2 separate regions of the Sus scrofa genome follow, and region 2 is linked to region 1. The links are chromatin contacts, called in public HiChIP or PLAC-seq maps. All regions are on one chromosome and are shown on one strand. The core of a region is the stretch at or near the end of the contact, and the rest is flanking DNA. Distances in the headings are between cores, read along the strand shown.

Evidence for each region. HiChIP or PLAC-seq counts read pairs in DNA pulled down with a chosen protein or histone mark.
Region 2: an H3K27ac HiChIP or PLAC-seq map of alveolar macrophages shows a contact between it and region 1. The contact joins two enhancer-like sites. A contact is called at or near these places in 1 of 47 Hi-C or Micro-C datasets (embryonic fibroblasts) and 1 of 2 datasets of contacts at active chromatin or transcription factors (alveolar macrophages).

Annotation. Positions count from the first base shown.
Region 1 is chr1:184,245,359-184,252,363 of Sscrofa11.1, reverse strand. All of the region lies in intron 2 of GCH1 (GTP cyclohydrolase 1), which reads left to right. Among named protein-coding and RNA genes, the nearest start is that of GCH1, 15 kb to the left of the region's middle. Within about 2 kb of position 2,198, at least 2 of the 83 cell types and tissues checked have an H3K27ac peak or open chromatin away from gene starts, as enhancers often do. A contact at or near this core is called in alveolar macrophages, where this site is marked.
Region 2 is chr1:184,448,525-184,455,287 of Sscrofa11.1, reverse strand. No RefSeq gene overlaps it. Among named protein-coding and RNA genes, the nearest start is that of LGALS3, 34 kb to the left of the region's middle. Within about 2 kb of position 4,952, at least 53 of the 83 cell types and tissues checked have an H3K27ac peak or open chromatin away from gene starts, as enhancers often do. A contact at or near this core is called in alveolar macrophages, where this site is marked.

The DNA of each region.
Region 1 (7,005 bases), core at 949-3,448:
GAATGTGAGCCTGTATATATATATATATATATATATATATATATATATATATATATATTGCAGCGAGAGGTGATGGCATCACCAGTGACTGTCTCCCCACTCTGCCTCGACCTGGTGCACAGCAAGATGATAACTATTCTTTAAAGGTAAAGCGAGGCAATTAGATACTTGATTTACACAAAATGAGTCTTAGTCATTTCATGCTGAAATGTGCCAGCCCTCACAAAAAGGTTTCTTTTTGAGTCACGACTTCTGTTATTTACCAAATCAGACTGCCTTGGTGTACTATGAATGGTAACAACTTCTAAGATGTGAAGCGGGGAGCATATTGTGGGCGAAAGGTGAGTGTCCCAAGTTTTTAAATATGTTATAGAGAAGTTAATCTCATCACTCAGAGGTTCTATTTTGGATGTGTGTAGTTCCTTTAAATCTTGACTCACTAATAAGTTTTGTTTTAATTCATTTTGTTGATAAATACTTAAGTAGGACTTAGTTCTGTGTATTGCCAGAAAGGGTACTGTGAATAAAGAAGAAAAAATAACAAGACTGTTGAAGTATATGACTGGAATTTGGGAGTAGACAAAATTGGTTAAAGCTGTTAAAGTCGTTGAGCATGGAGGAAGAGAAGCTAGTCTTAACAGTCTCTTTTAAAAATGTATTATTGGAGTTCCCGTCGTGGCGCAGTGGTTAACGAATCCGACTAGGAACCATGAGGTTGCAGGTTCAGTCCCTGCCCTTGCTCAGTGGGTTAAGGATCTGGAGTTGCCGTGAGCTGTGGTGTAGGTTGCACACGCGGCTTGGATCCCGAGTAGCTGTGGCTCTGGCGTAGGCTGGCGGCTACAGCTTCGATTCGACCCCTAGCCTGGGAACCTCCATATGCCATGGGAGCGGCCCAAGAAATAGCAAAAAGACAAAAAAAAAAAAAAAAAAAAAAATTAAAAATGTATTATCTATTATTTATTAACATTTTTTTTTTCTGGCCTGGGAGGAAAAGTCACTACATGTAACTTCAAAATGCCAAGCAAATTGGTACTTGTTTTAGTTTCACTGGGCTGCCATAACAAAGTACCACAACCTGGACTGTTTAAACAACAGAAATCTATTGTCTCACAGTTCCGGAGACTAGAAGTCTGAAATCTAGGTGTTGGCACGAACATATTCTCTCTGAAAATCACAGGGGGTGGTCCTTCCTTGTCTCTCCCAGCTTCTGATGGTAGCTTTCAGTCCTTGGTGCTCCTTAGCTTGCAGCTGTTTCACTCCCATCGATGCCTCTGTCAGGGTCCACATTGCCCTCTTCTAAGGCCATCAGTTACATAGGACTGAGTCTCCTTTACTCCAGTATGCTTTATTTATTTATTTTTTTGGCTGCGGCATGCAGCAACCTGATGTAGGATCTCAGTTCCCAGACCAGGGACTGAACCCTGGCCATAGCACTGAAAGTGCCGAATCCTAACCATTAGACCACCAGGGAACTCCCACAATATGCTGTATCTCAATTTAGCTAATTATATTTGCCGTCACTCATTTCCAAATAAAGTCACATTCTGAGGCGCTTGAGTTTAGGACCACTTACCTTTAACACAGTTCAACCCATACCTGTTTGAGCTGACATCTGATTAACAACAAACACCACTGATCACTAACTACATGCTGAACATAGTTGTGAATTCTTTACATGTATCACCTCACTAGTTCTCACAGTAGCCCTACAGGGTAGGTAACATTAGCCCTATTTATAGGGAAAAGGACACTGAAGCACAGAGAGAACTTGCACAAGATCATATCTGAAAAGTAGCTGTGTCGGGAGGATGACAGAGAATAAGAATCATCAAAATCTCTCATAGTCTCTTTAATTTTTTTTCTTTTTTTTAGAGCAATACCCGAGGCATATGGAAGTTACCAGGCTAGGAGTCGAATCGGAGCTGCAGCTGCTGGCCTACACCTCATCTGCAACCTACACCACAGCTCATGTCAACTCTGGATCCTTAACCCACTAAGTGAGGCCAGGGATCGAACCTACATCCTCATGTTATCTAGTTGGATTTGTTTCCACTGAGCCATAACGGGAATTCCCATAGTCTATTTAATTTTAATCCTAATATTTTACTGATTTATTTGAATCACCTCCTCTCCTCCTTCCTCTTTGTATCTTCTCTACTGTTTTCTTTGTCCAGCTCTGGAAACTAATGCCTGGGCTGGGCATTCCCCCACTGACTCATTTGCCCTATATTTCTCTAATTTGAGTCCAGTATTTGGTTGAGTCAGACTGCAGTAATAAAATTTGCCAGGAGAGGGCAACTACCTAGTCTTTGATGATCCTAGATTATAAATCCTAGATTATATGAACAATTCTTAATTCCAGGTTATATAATAAATAGATTCCCTATAGTTATACATTCCCCTTTGAATTTATGGCAGTTAGAGGGACAATTTAGATTGGGTTAATCAAAGATTGTCTGAACTGAGGTAAAATTGTTATACTCAAGGTTGAGGAGACATTTTCTTACTAGAATTTTGTTCTGTTCTAACCTCAGTCATAGTTTTTTAGAAAAAGAGGACCTATCTGTACTCACGTTTGAATCCCTAGCAAATTGCTCAGCACATATCGTCATTTGATGAATGTGTGAATTGATTTCCTAAAGACAAGGACCACTTTTTTTTTTTTTTTTTGTCTTTTTAGGGCTGCACCCATGGCATATGGAGGTTCCCAGGCTAGGGGTCAAATCAGCTGTAGCCACTGGCCTATGCCACAGCCACAGCCGCACAAGATCCAAGCTTTGTCTGTGACCTACACCACAGCTCACGGCAACGCTGGATCCTTAACCCACTCAGAGAGGCCAGGGATTGAACCTGCGTCCTCATGGATACTAGTTAGATTTGTTTCTGCTGAGCCACGATGGGAACTCCCCAAGGATCTCTTCTTAATTCTTGTCTTTCAATGACCACAGTGCTCTGTGCATTGGTATTCAATCAATGCTGGCTTTTTTTTATACACTGAAGAAAAACATAAGGGACTTAGCTTTATGAAAAAGCCATGGAAATGATTTCTAGCAGATCTCTGAACACTTCTAAACCAGGGGTCACCCCTTAGACATCTTTGTGTCCTTCATAGAGTCCTGCACCTGAGAAACTCACCTGCTAGTTGACATGGCTCCTTCTATATCCAGTCAACATGTTATTCAAGGTATCCATTGAAGCAACTAACCCGTTTCCCTGGCACATCAAAATTCTCATGGGGAAGAATCTCTAGAAAATCTTTCAGGATACCAAGGTATATTATTTCCTTGTTTGATTGGCAAAAAATCTAGAAATTTGATATTGCATTACATTATTGAAGTTATAGGAAAACATATTACGCTTGAGAGTATAACTATCCTTATGGAGACTAATTTGGCAACATGTATCAAATACAAATGCATATATCCTATTTGAAAATGCTGCCTCGTGAATTACATACATGAAATGACATATGCTGAGGGTTAGTCACTGTAGCCAGGAAAGGAGGCATCCTACATGTCTAGTCCCCTTAGAATGGCTAAATGAGGCAGAAGAGTTATATTTTACAGAAAAAAAGGTGGAGGAAGGGACAATAAGTGTTGTTTATATTGGTATTAAGAGTTGGGGGATGCACAGAAGGTTACATGTTAATCAGGGATATGAACTGGGTAGATGGCAGATAAGTGGAATCAGTACTTTTCACTATATTTATTTATTTATTTATTTTTTCCTTTTTTTGCAAAGGATGGTAATACCTACTTTGCCTGGGCTTTTACAAAAATTAAGGAGGTATGTGAAAAGCTCCTGATAATATATTCCTTTTTTATGGTGAGGAAAAACTGTGCATTTGGGTTAATCAGAAAGTGTTTTAAAAGAACGTGGGAAGTTTTGCAGGCCTGAGGCGCAGCAATGTAAAAAATCCAGTTACTTGGAGGCTATCATGCTGTGAGGAAGCTCTGCCACATGGAGAGGACTCACGTGGATGTACTAGCTGATGGTTTTAGCTGGGGGTCCCACCCAACGGCTGATACCAAGCACTAGACATGTGAGTAAAGACTCCTCCAGGTGATTCCAGTCCCCAGACAACTAGTGGTCCTCACTGTGGCCCAAGACTTTGTAGACCAGAGGCCATTCATCTCCTCTGTGCCTGTCTGAATTCCTGACCCCCGACGCAATAATATAGTTGTACACAGTTGCACTAAAAGCAACTGCAACAGCTTTTGAGATGAGGGTGGTTAGAATTTGCATTTGTGCAGAAGGAAAGGGAGGAAATAAACTGGGCAAGAGATGGCATGAATGAAGGCTAGAAATTTAAGTGAATTATCGCTGTAAGGCTGATGGTCAAAGCTAGGAGAATGCCTGAGCTCCTCAAAGGAGCAGAGGAGGAGATATTAGCATGCCACCTGTGGGAAGAGTGAGAGAAGAGTCAGCCGAGATGGCCCTAAAGGAAGACTGAGAGGCAGGAGATGGCATTAAAAGGAACAAGGAGCCGAGGAAGAGGTCAAAGATGTGGTAGACTTGAGTGGGATTGCATGGCTTCACATCCTGTCACTGCCCTGCTGTGCCTGAATTACCTCACCTGTAAATTGGGGCAATAAATGGTACCCATTCGTTTTGGGGGTTATTTCGAGGATTAAATGAGTTAGTGCACATGAAGTGCTAAGAGGAACCCAGCATATTCGAAGGGCTACGGCACTTCATGGTCACCATGGGTACTGAGATTTCATTTGAAGGTGATGTTAGTAGTTTCAGTAGCTTAATGTGTTCAGAAACTGGATTGCAGGACTTTAGGGAACAATTTGACAAATTACAGGAAACAAGAAATTTTTTGAGGGTATTTTTCCTGACTCGTAGGATCCCGTGAGATTCCCCCTGGCTTGTATCAAGGGAGCAACATGCTGGAGGCTGGTGAATGAAAGTTTTAGGTGTTAAAGAGCAGGGTTTGGGCGCCCAAGCCCTGGGAAGCTGCCAGATGTGTGCGTGTGATCTTGAATGATCTTCCTGTCAACTCAGAGGCCGTACTCACTCTGAAGTGGTGGAAACTGAGGGCGCTCTGGTCATGTCACTTGTCAGAGGTCACAGAGCAGAACCTAGGTGTGTGTGATTTCAGCTCAAAGCCAGTGTGTCCTGGCTTATTTCACTTAACATAATGCCTTTAAGGTTTGTCTGTGTTAAGAACATCGTTTTTTTGTTTGTTTGTTTGTTTGTTTTTTTTTTGCTTTTTGGGTCTGCACCCACAGCATGTGGAGGTTCCCAGGCTAGGGTTCTAATTGGAGCTGTAGCCACCAGCCTACACCAGAGCCACAGCAATGCAGGATGTGAGCCACGTCTGCGACCTACACCACAGCTCACAGCAAGGCCGGATCCTTAACCCACTGAGCAAGGCCAGGGATTGAACCTGCAAACTCATGGTTCCTTGTCTGATTCATTTCCACTGGGCCACAACGAGAACTCCAAGAACACTGTTTTAAAGTTGGAAGAGACCTGCTTGTTCCTCCTTTGCACAAATGACTTATTCTGTAGAATGTCGTAGATTATTAAATTTGTAAGTATCATATGTTTACTTATTTTAAGAAATTTTTAGAATTAAGGACATAGTAACTGTGTGTGTATTTATTTATCAAACACCAAGTCTGTGAATGACCGTGTGGCAAGTGTTAAAGGAGAAACGAAACTGGTCGGCCTGAGCTTGGCCTTCAAGGAGCCTGTGGTCTGTGTTAGCAGGGATCTGATGCTAAGTTCTTGCAGAGAGGAGCAAGTGGGTTTCTGTGTGGTCTGAAGGAAGGTGAGTTCTTCTGGCGGAGAGACTTGAAACCACAGATGACTGTGGAGGGAGGTAGATTTTGAGCTGAGCCTAGAAGGAAATTTATTTTGATTTTTTTCTTTTAAACAGAAATAATCGCTGATAGTTAAGGGAAGGTTATAGTCTTAAGTGTTCTGGAATAAAAAAATACACTAATATTCATAGGTGTCTGTACCATTGAGTTAAAATTAAACGAAGCTTTCCAAGCAATTAGTTTATTTTAAACTCTTTAAAGATCAGCATGGGAAGGCATTAGGGCTGGCTTCCTTCTCTGATGTTTTTAAAGTCCATTCAGGCCAGTCAGCCCTTCTCATGACCTTTACCTGAACACACATTGCCGGTTTGTCCAGTCTTTATTATCTGGTCATTCGTTTCATCTTGCATTTCTTCTATCTCATGAATCCCCTCAGTTACTTGTGCTCCAAATCCTCACTTATGTACTTCCTAACTGTCTTTAGACTCTCTTATGTTCTCTTTATGACTCTTAGTCATCTCTCACCTGAAGCATCTTCCTAACTGGTGGCCTTGCCTCCTAGCTTGTCCTGCCCCTATTCATTGGGGCCAATGTGATTTTACAGACATCCAGTTGGTCTCCTCCTTCCAAAAATACTTGACTCGTTTCCTCGTGTCTTTCCTCGCCATGGCTGTGAGGTTTTGTTGTGTTCCAGCCTCTTGCCTGCATTTTTTTTTTATCTTTCATCACCATCTCCTCACAAGGGGCAATTCACTATTTTATTTACTTATTTATTTTTAATTTTTTTTTGTCTTTTTAGGGCCGCATCTGCAGCATATGGAGGTTCCCAGGCTAGGGTTCTAATCGGAGCCATAGCGGTCGGCCTACACCACAGCCACAGCAACACCAGATCTGAGCCACGTCTGCAACCTACACCACAGCTCACGGCAAGGCTGGGTCCTTAACCCACTGAGCAAGACCAGGGATCGAACCTGCAACCTCATGGTTCCTAGTCACATTCGTTAACCACTGAGCCATGACGGGAACTCCATGCAATTCAGTATTTTAGTTTAATGCATAGCGTGTTTTGAAAAACCACTCTGTCTCACCATACTGCAGCTGGAGACTGAGGTAGAAGTCTGTCCTACACGAGGCTTGTTCTGCAATATTTGGCCCTTATCATCTGCTCTCTTCCTCTAATTTTCCCTCCTTTTTTGGGGGGGCGGTTTGGTTGCTAACCATGAGACACCAC
Region 2 (6,763 bases), core at 3,703-6,202, 200 kb before region 1:
GAACCATGCGGTTGCAGGTTCGATCTCTGGCCTCGCTCAGTGGGTTAAGGATCCAGTGTTGCTGTGAGCTGTTGTGTAGGTCACAGACGCAGCTGATCACCCGTTGATGTGGCTGTGGCATAGGTTGGCAGCTGTAGCTTCAATTAGACCTCTAGCCTGGGAATCTCCATATGCCACGAGTGTGGCCCTGGAAAAGACAAAAACAAACAAACAAACAAACAAACAAAAAAAAACAGCTTGTCTTGTCACCTGTTATTTATTTTTTATTTTTATTTTTTGCTTTTTAAGGCTGCACCCATGGCATATGGAGGTTCCCAGGCTAGGGGTCGAATCTGAGCTATAGCTGCTAGCCTATGCCAGAGCCACAGCAACGCGGAATCCGAGCTGAGTCTTCGACCTACACCACAGCTCACAGCAACACTGGATCCTTAACCCACTGAGCGAGGCCAGGGATTGAACCCACAACATCATGGTTCTTGGTCGGATTTGTTTTTGCTATGCCAGGAGGGGAACTCCCTTACCTGTTTATTTTTTAAATTGATCCAGAAGTTTGAAAAAAGGAATACCAGAACACTTTAAAATTTTCAAATCAAACCATAACTAAGACTACTGACCTAGGAGTTCCCGTCGTGGCTCAGTGGTTAATGAATCTGACTAGGAACCATGAGGTTGTGGGTTCGATCCCTGGCCTTGCTCAGTGGGTTAAGGATCCGGCGTTGCCATGAGCTGTGGTGTAGGTTGCAGATGCGGCTCGGATCCCGAGTTGCTGTGGCTCTGGCGTAGGCTGGCGGCTACAGCTCAGATTCGACCCCTAGCCTGGGAACCTCCATATGCTGTGAGAAGCAGCCCTAGAAAAGGCAAAATGACAAAAAAAAAAAAAAAAAAGACTACTGACCTAGATATAAAAGTCAGACATGAAATACCCAAGGCTTTTTATAGGCCCACTGAGGCCTGCTAAGAGTGTGGGCCAAACTGACGTGGGAGTTAACTGTGTACTGTGTTTTTACGAATGCATGTAAAAGGCCAGTGCCTGTAGTCTTCCCCATACCTGTAGTCTTCCTAATCAATGACATATGATTAGCTAGTCTGTGGTGACAGACTCAGAATAGCGATGGGGAGAGAGTATCAGTGACTTCAAAGGGCATAAGGGGACTCCCTGGAGTGCTGGACATTGTCTGTATCTTGATGTGGGTAGTGGTTATATGGAGTCTATATGTATGGAAATTCATGAGCTGTCTACCTGAGGATTGTGCACTCGCGTGTAGGTAAATTATTCTTCAAAGTCCTTTTAGGTGAAAGAGAGAAACAGGGAGAACTCAAGAAGTTTTATCCCAAGATTTGCTCAGAAACCTGTCAGCAGAAATTTATGTGCCAGTGGTTTCTACTGTGTTATAATTTGGTAGTTAACATAGCTGCATGTTTGTGTTTTTAATTATTGTTTTAAAAATATGGTAGAAGTTCCCACTGGGCTCAGCAGGTTATAAACACGGCTAGTATCCATGAGGCCTTGCTTAGTGGGTTAAGGATCTGGCATTGCTATGGCTGTGGTGTGGGCTGGCAGCTTCAGCTCCAATTGGACCCCTAGCCTGGGAACTTCCATATGCTGCAGGTACGGGCCTAAAAAGCAAAAAACAAAAATATAAAAAAAACTCGTAATGGCTCAATGGTTAACGAATCCGACTAGGAACCATGAGGTTGTGGGTTCGATCCCTGGCCTTACTCAGTGGGTTAAGGATCCAGTGTTGCCGTGAGCTGTGGTATAGGTCACAGACATGGCTCAGATCTGGTGTTGCTGTGGCTCTGGCGTAGGCCGGTGGCTACACTCTGATTAGACCCCTAGCCTGGGAACCTCCACATGCTGTGGGTGTGGCCCTAGAAAAGACAGAAAGACCAAAAAAAAAAAAAAATATATATATATATATATGTATATATGTATATTTAAAATTTTTTAAATATGAGTGTATTTAAAATATAACATTTAAATCATATATATTTAAAAGATGGAGTTCAAATCACTAGTGACCTTGCCATCATTTCTGGCAAACTTCAAAACTCATGGGAGATTTAAAACTCTCTGGGTGACCAGAAGTAACCACATGGCTGGAGGTCAAACCAGTGGGAAAGGCGAGCACGGCATGGATGACCCCCATGGAAAGCACATAGGCCTCTGTATGTACCAACCTGGGTTCAAATCCTAACTCTTTTGGTTACCTAAGGTCCTGCAGCTTGTACCTTGTCAGAAACACATTCCCAGTTTCCTCATCTGTAAAATGGGTATAATGCTATCTGCCTCATAGTTGGTGGGGGATTAAGTAAGAATGTAACTCAAGTGTCCAGCACACTTAACTTCCCTCGAACAAATGTTGGTTTTCATCCCTTCTGTATTTCATAATGCAGTAAAGTTGTCTGGGTTTAGAGGGTGTCTGATTACCTTCAGTAAGACATGCCTTTTGACTGGTTTTTCCAGGGGCAAAGATGGACTTGCAACCATACCTGGCACCTGCTTGCTGCCAGTGAGACATTTGTGGGACTATACACAGGCCCTGGACAGAAGTGTTCAGCACAAGTGGAGGTGCTTTCTTCACACAGAAAATGACCACCCTTTCCAGGCCTGGCTCTACCGGGATGGGAGAAGAACAGAAATTTGTGAAAGGAGGGGAGGAGTCTTCTTGTCTTCCTGGGCTTTCCCTTCCTTTTCTTTTGTCTCTCCTTAGCCCAGCTTGGGAAGTGGGAGAAAACTAACCAAAGGTGAGAAGGCATCTCCTCATACTTTGCTTTTTTTTAATAATTTTTATTATAGTTGATTTACAATGTTCTGTCAATTTACATGTATATGTATTCGTTCTTTTTTTTTTTTTTTTTCACTGAAAGAAATGGTTTTAAATTACAAAGAAAACAAGTTAGGTCTGCCTCGATTTGTCTAGTGAACCTTCAGGTCCCAGCAAACCTGCTCAGATATACTGGATTTTCATCTTACGGTTTCAGAGGTTTGAACCAATTATGCCCTGAAAACAGATCTCAGGTACCAATCACTCTTCTCTGCCTGATCCTTGGGGTGTGAAGGGCTTCCTTCTGCTTTGGTAAACTCTGTCCGGCTAGGCGTTCAAGACCAAGAGTAGTTAAAGCTGAGTTCCCCTTGTGGCTCAGCCGAAACGAATCCTACTAGTATCCATGAGGATGCAGGTTCAATCTCTGGCCTTACGCAGTGAGTTAAGGGTCTGGTGTTGTTGTGGGCTGTGGCATAGGTTGCAGACTTGGCTTGGATCTGGAGTTGCTGTGGCTGTGGTGTAGGCTGGCAGCTGTGGCTCTGATTCAGCCCCTAGCCTGGGAACATCCATATACCGTGGGTGTGGCCCTGAAAAGCAAAAAAAAAAAAAAAAAAAAAAAAAGCAGGTAAACTGGAGAGCAGAGGCTGGTAAGGGATTTATCAGGACTCTCCTCAAACTTCAGCCTTCTTTATAAGTAGAATTTCATGCCCTCCCTCTGCTGGAGCCTCCAAACTCCACAAGGTATTTGTCTTTCCAGAGGCCTCTTCTTTTGCCATCTCAGGTCAATCATGGGCTAATCTAATGCGTGCAGTTCTGACCGGCTCTGCTCAGTTTTTATTTCACTCTCACAGACCTGGTGCATGCTTTTGAGAGCTGGCCTTGAAAAAGTTTTATAGACTCCATAGTCTGTATTTTCTCTGCCAGGACTCTGCTTGTTATGTTGCAAGAATGTGACCCAACAGCCTCCACACCCTAATGACTCAGCCTGACTCTAATGAGCTGTGTAAGGAGAACGTGATAACCAGTACGCTATGGAAACCTAATTCTGTTCCCAGCCTCCCAGGGGCAGCGCCCCCTCTAATGTAGGCCAGGTGCTGCCCAGGCCGCCAGAGCCAGGATGGGAGTCAGAAACAGTCCCCACGGCGGGCAGAGGGAAAGGGAAGGTGAATTCTGTTTTGTTCCATTCCCCAGCACAGCGGTTATGCTTGGCCCTTCCCAAGCACAGCCTGAGAGGCGTAAGTCAGGGGTTAGGAAGAACTTACATAGTGAGATCGACTTTGAGGGAGCTGGCAGAGTGGTTGCCTCTTACTCTGAGGAAAGGCAGTCGACATCCACCTCGGGGGTGTGTGAAGAAGCCTGACTTTTGGCTTATTGGTCTTTGATTTGTGGGGCATTCAATTTTCTGGGGGAAAAAAGAAAATCTGTTAAGTTTCTGGAGGAACCCTAGGAAATCATGTAATTAGCAATTCAGAGATTCTCAGAATCTCTGGCCAAAAAAAGAGATGACAGAGAAAGAGAAATCACTGTGCTTCAGAGCTGTGGCAGAAGACCAAGTGTGGGACAATGGCCACAGAAGAGATGTTACTGAATTATGTTTAAACGTATGCTTCTCTTTGGCAAGGAAATGCTTAGGGAAAACTTATGCCTTGATTACTACTCTTACTAAATGGGGAAACCTTAACTGATTTTACCTTAAGCTTTTTTACCAGATTTTAAAATTTTGGGCCTCCTTGCGAAAAATGTAACCACATTTCTCTTGGTGGGCTGTGACAAAAATCAGAAAACTTAAACAATAGTTTTATGAAAAGAAATGAACAGAAACAAACTCATGGACTTGGAGAACAGACTTGTGCTCGCCAAGGGGAAGGGGAAGGAAGCAGGATGACCTGGAGTTAGCAGTTAGTAGGTGCAAACTACTGCATTTGGAGTAGATAAGCAATGAGATTCTGCTGTATAGCACAGGGAGCTATATCCAGTCACTTGTGATAGAACATGATGGAAGATAATATGAGAAAAAGAGTATATATATGAAATTGGGTCACTTTGCTGTACAGTAGAAATTGACAGAACATTGTCAATCAACTACAATAAAAAATTTTTAAAAAAGGAAATGAAATAAGAGCACAGTTCACACATTTACCAGTGATTCTGTTTGCTCTGTGTTATCTATGAATCATCTGACACGAAACAGCTGTAAGGCCTCTCTGCTACAAGGACAAAACGGCCTATGCCAGGAACTGCACCCCAGTTTGTGGAATAGTCACTAACAGAATTTATTCAATACCAGTTCCAGCCAACTAAGCCTACCCCACAGGGTGGCTACCCTCCCCTTCTGCAAGCCCTGGAACACCATACTTTGGGCTGGCTCTGCCCCAGCAGTAAACAAAGGCCTCTTAACTGCTAGTCAGACTGTTGCCTGGCTCCTGACCACACCCAGAAGTTTGTTTGCGTGCCTTTGTTTTGGGGTTGAACTTTTTATTTTGGTAATATTTCAGTTTTATAGAAAAATTATCAGAACAGTCCAAGGAACTCCTACAATCTGATCCATTTGTTTGCATTTTTGCCTTATTTGTGCTCTCTCTTTCTCTCTCTCTCACACCTCCATCTTCCTTCCCTCCCATTTAAGAGTAATTTGGAGGTATGGTGCCCCCTTTCCTCCAGAATAGTCCAGTGGGCATTTTCTGGGAAGACATTCACTTACTAGTAATTCAGGTAACACAATCAGGAAATTAAGCATTAACATTACTACCATCTAGTTCATCAATTGTTGCCCAAAATGTCCTTACTTTTTTTTTCCCCCCGAGTCCAGGATCAAAGCCAAGATCATGCACTGCATATATGTCATATCTATTTATTTTCCTTTATTCTGGAATGTTTCTGTAGGTTCTCTTTGTGTTTCTTGAGCCTAACATTTTAAAAGACTACAGGCCAGTTATTTTGTAGAATGTCTTTCAGTTTGGGTTTGTTTCATGTTTCCTCATGGTTAGACTCAGTTTATGCATTTAGGACAGGAATATCAGAGAAATGGTATATTCTTCTCCAAGGATTCTAATCTGATCATGATATTGGATATTGGTTTATACCAATATAGTGACGTTAGGTTTGATCACTTGATTGATTTCAGGGTGCATTAAATTTACTGTTTTTTCCTTTATAATAAGTAATTGGGGAGCATACTTTGCAACTCTGCAATTATCCTACATTTAATCACACTTTTACCTTTAGCATCCATTGATGACTTTCTGCCTCTGCCTTTTTGGCATTCTCCTATAATGGAGCAGTTTCCTTTTACCTCTATTTATTTATTCATTTATTTGTATCACTATAGATTCACATTTTATTCAGAGGAGTACAATACATGATAGATATTATTTATTTTGATGTTTAAATTGTCCCAGGTGGAGCCAGGGGAAGCCCCTGTCAGGTTGGCTTCTGAGTCCTTTCAACATATTCCCATGATTCTTTGGGCATTTCCTTACATTTTGGCTCAAAAAGATGTTCCAGGCTCATCTTCAACTTTTCATGCCCCCAACCCTGGAATAACTCATTTTGAAGGATCCCTTGTTCCTTTAGTGGTGATTTAGAACCAATTAGTATTTAGAATACCATTATCATGGTATTTAGAAACCAAAATCTGGAGTTCCCACTGTAGCACAGTGGGTTGAGAATCTGACTGCAGTGGCTCGAATTGCTGTGGAGGCGTGGGTTCAATCCCCAGCCCTGCACAGTGGGCTAAAGGGTCCAGCAATGGCACAACTGTGGCGAAGTTCACAGCTATGGCTCAGATTCAGTCCCTGGCCTGGGAACTTCCATGTACCATGGGTGTGGCCATAAAATTAAAAAGAGAGGGAGGGAGGGAGAAACCAAGGTCTGAGTGCTAAATATGCTCATTCCTACTGGTGTTTCATTGTTACTAGACCCTTTCAGCAAATACGATTAGATAATATTACATATATATATATATATATACAGAAATAAATTCAAAGACATATATA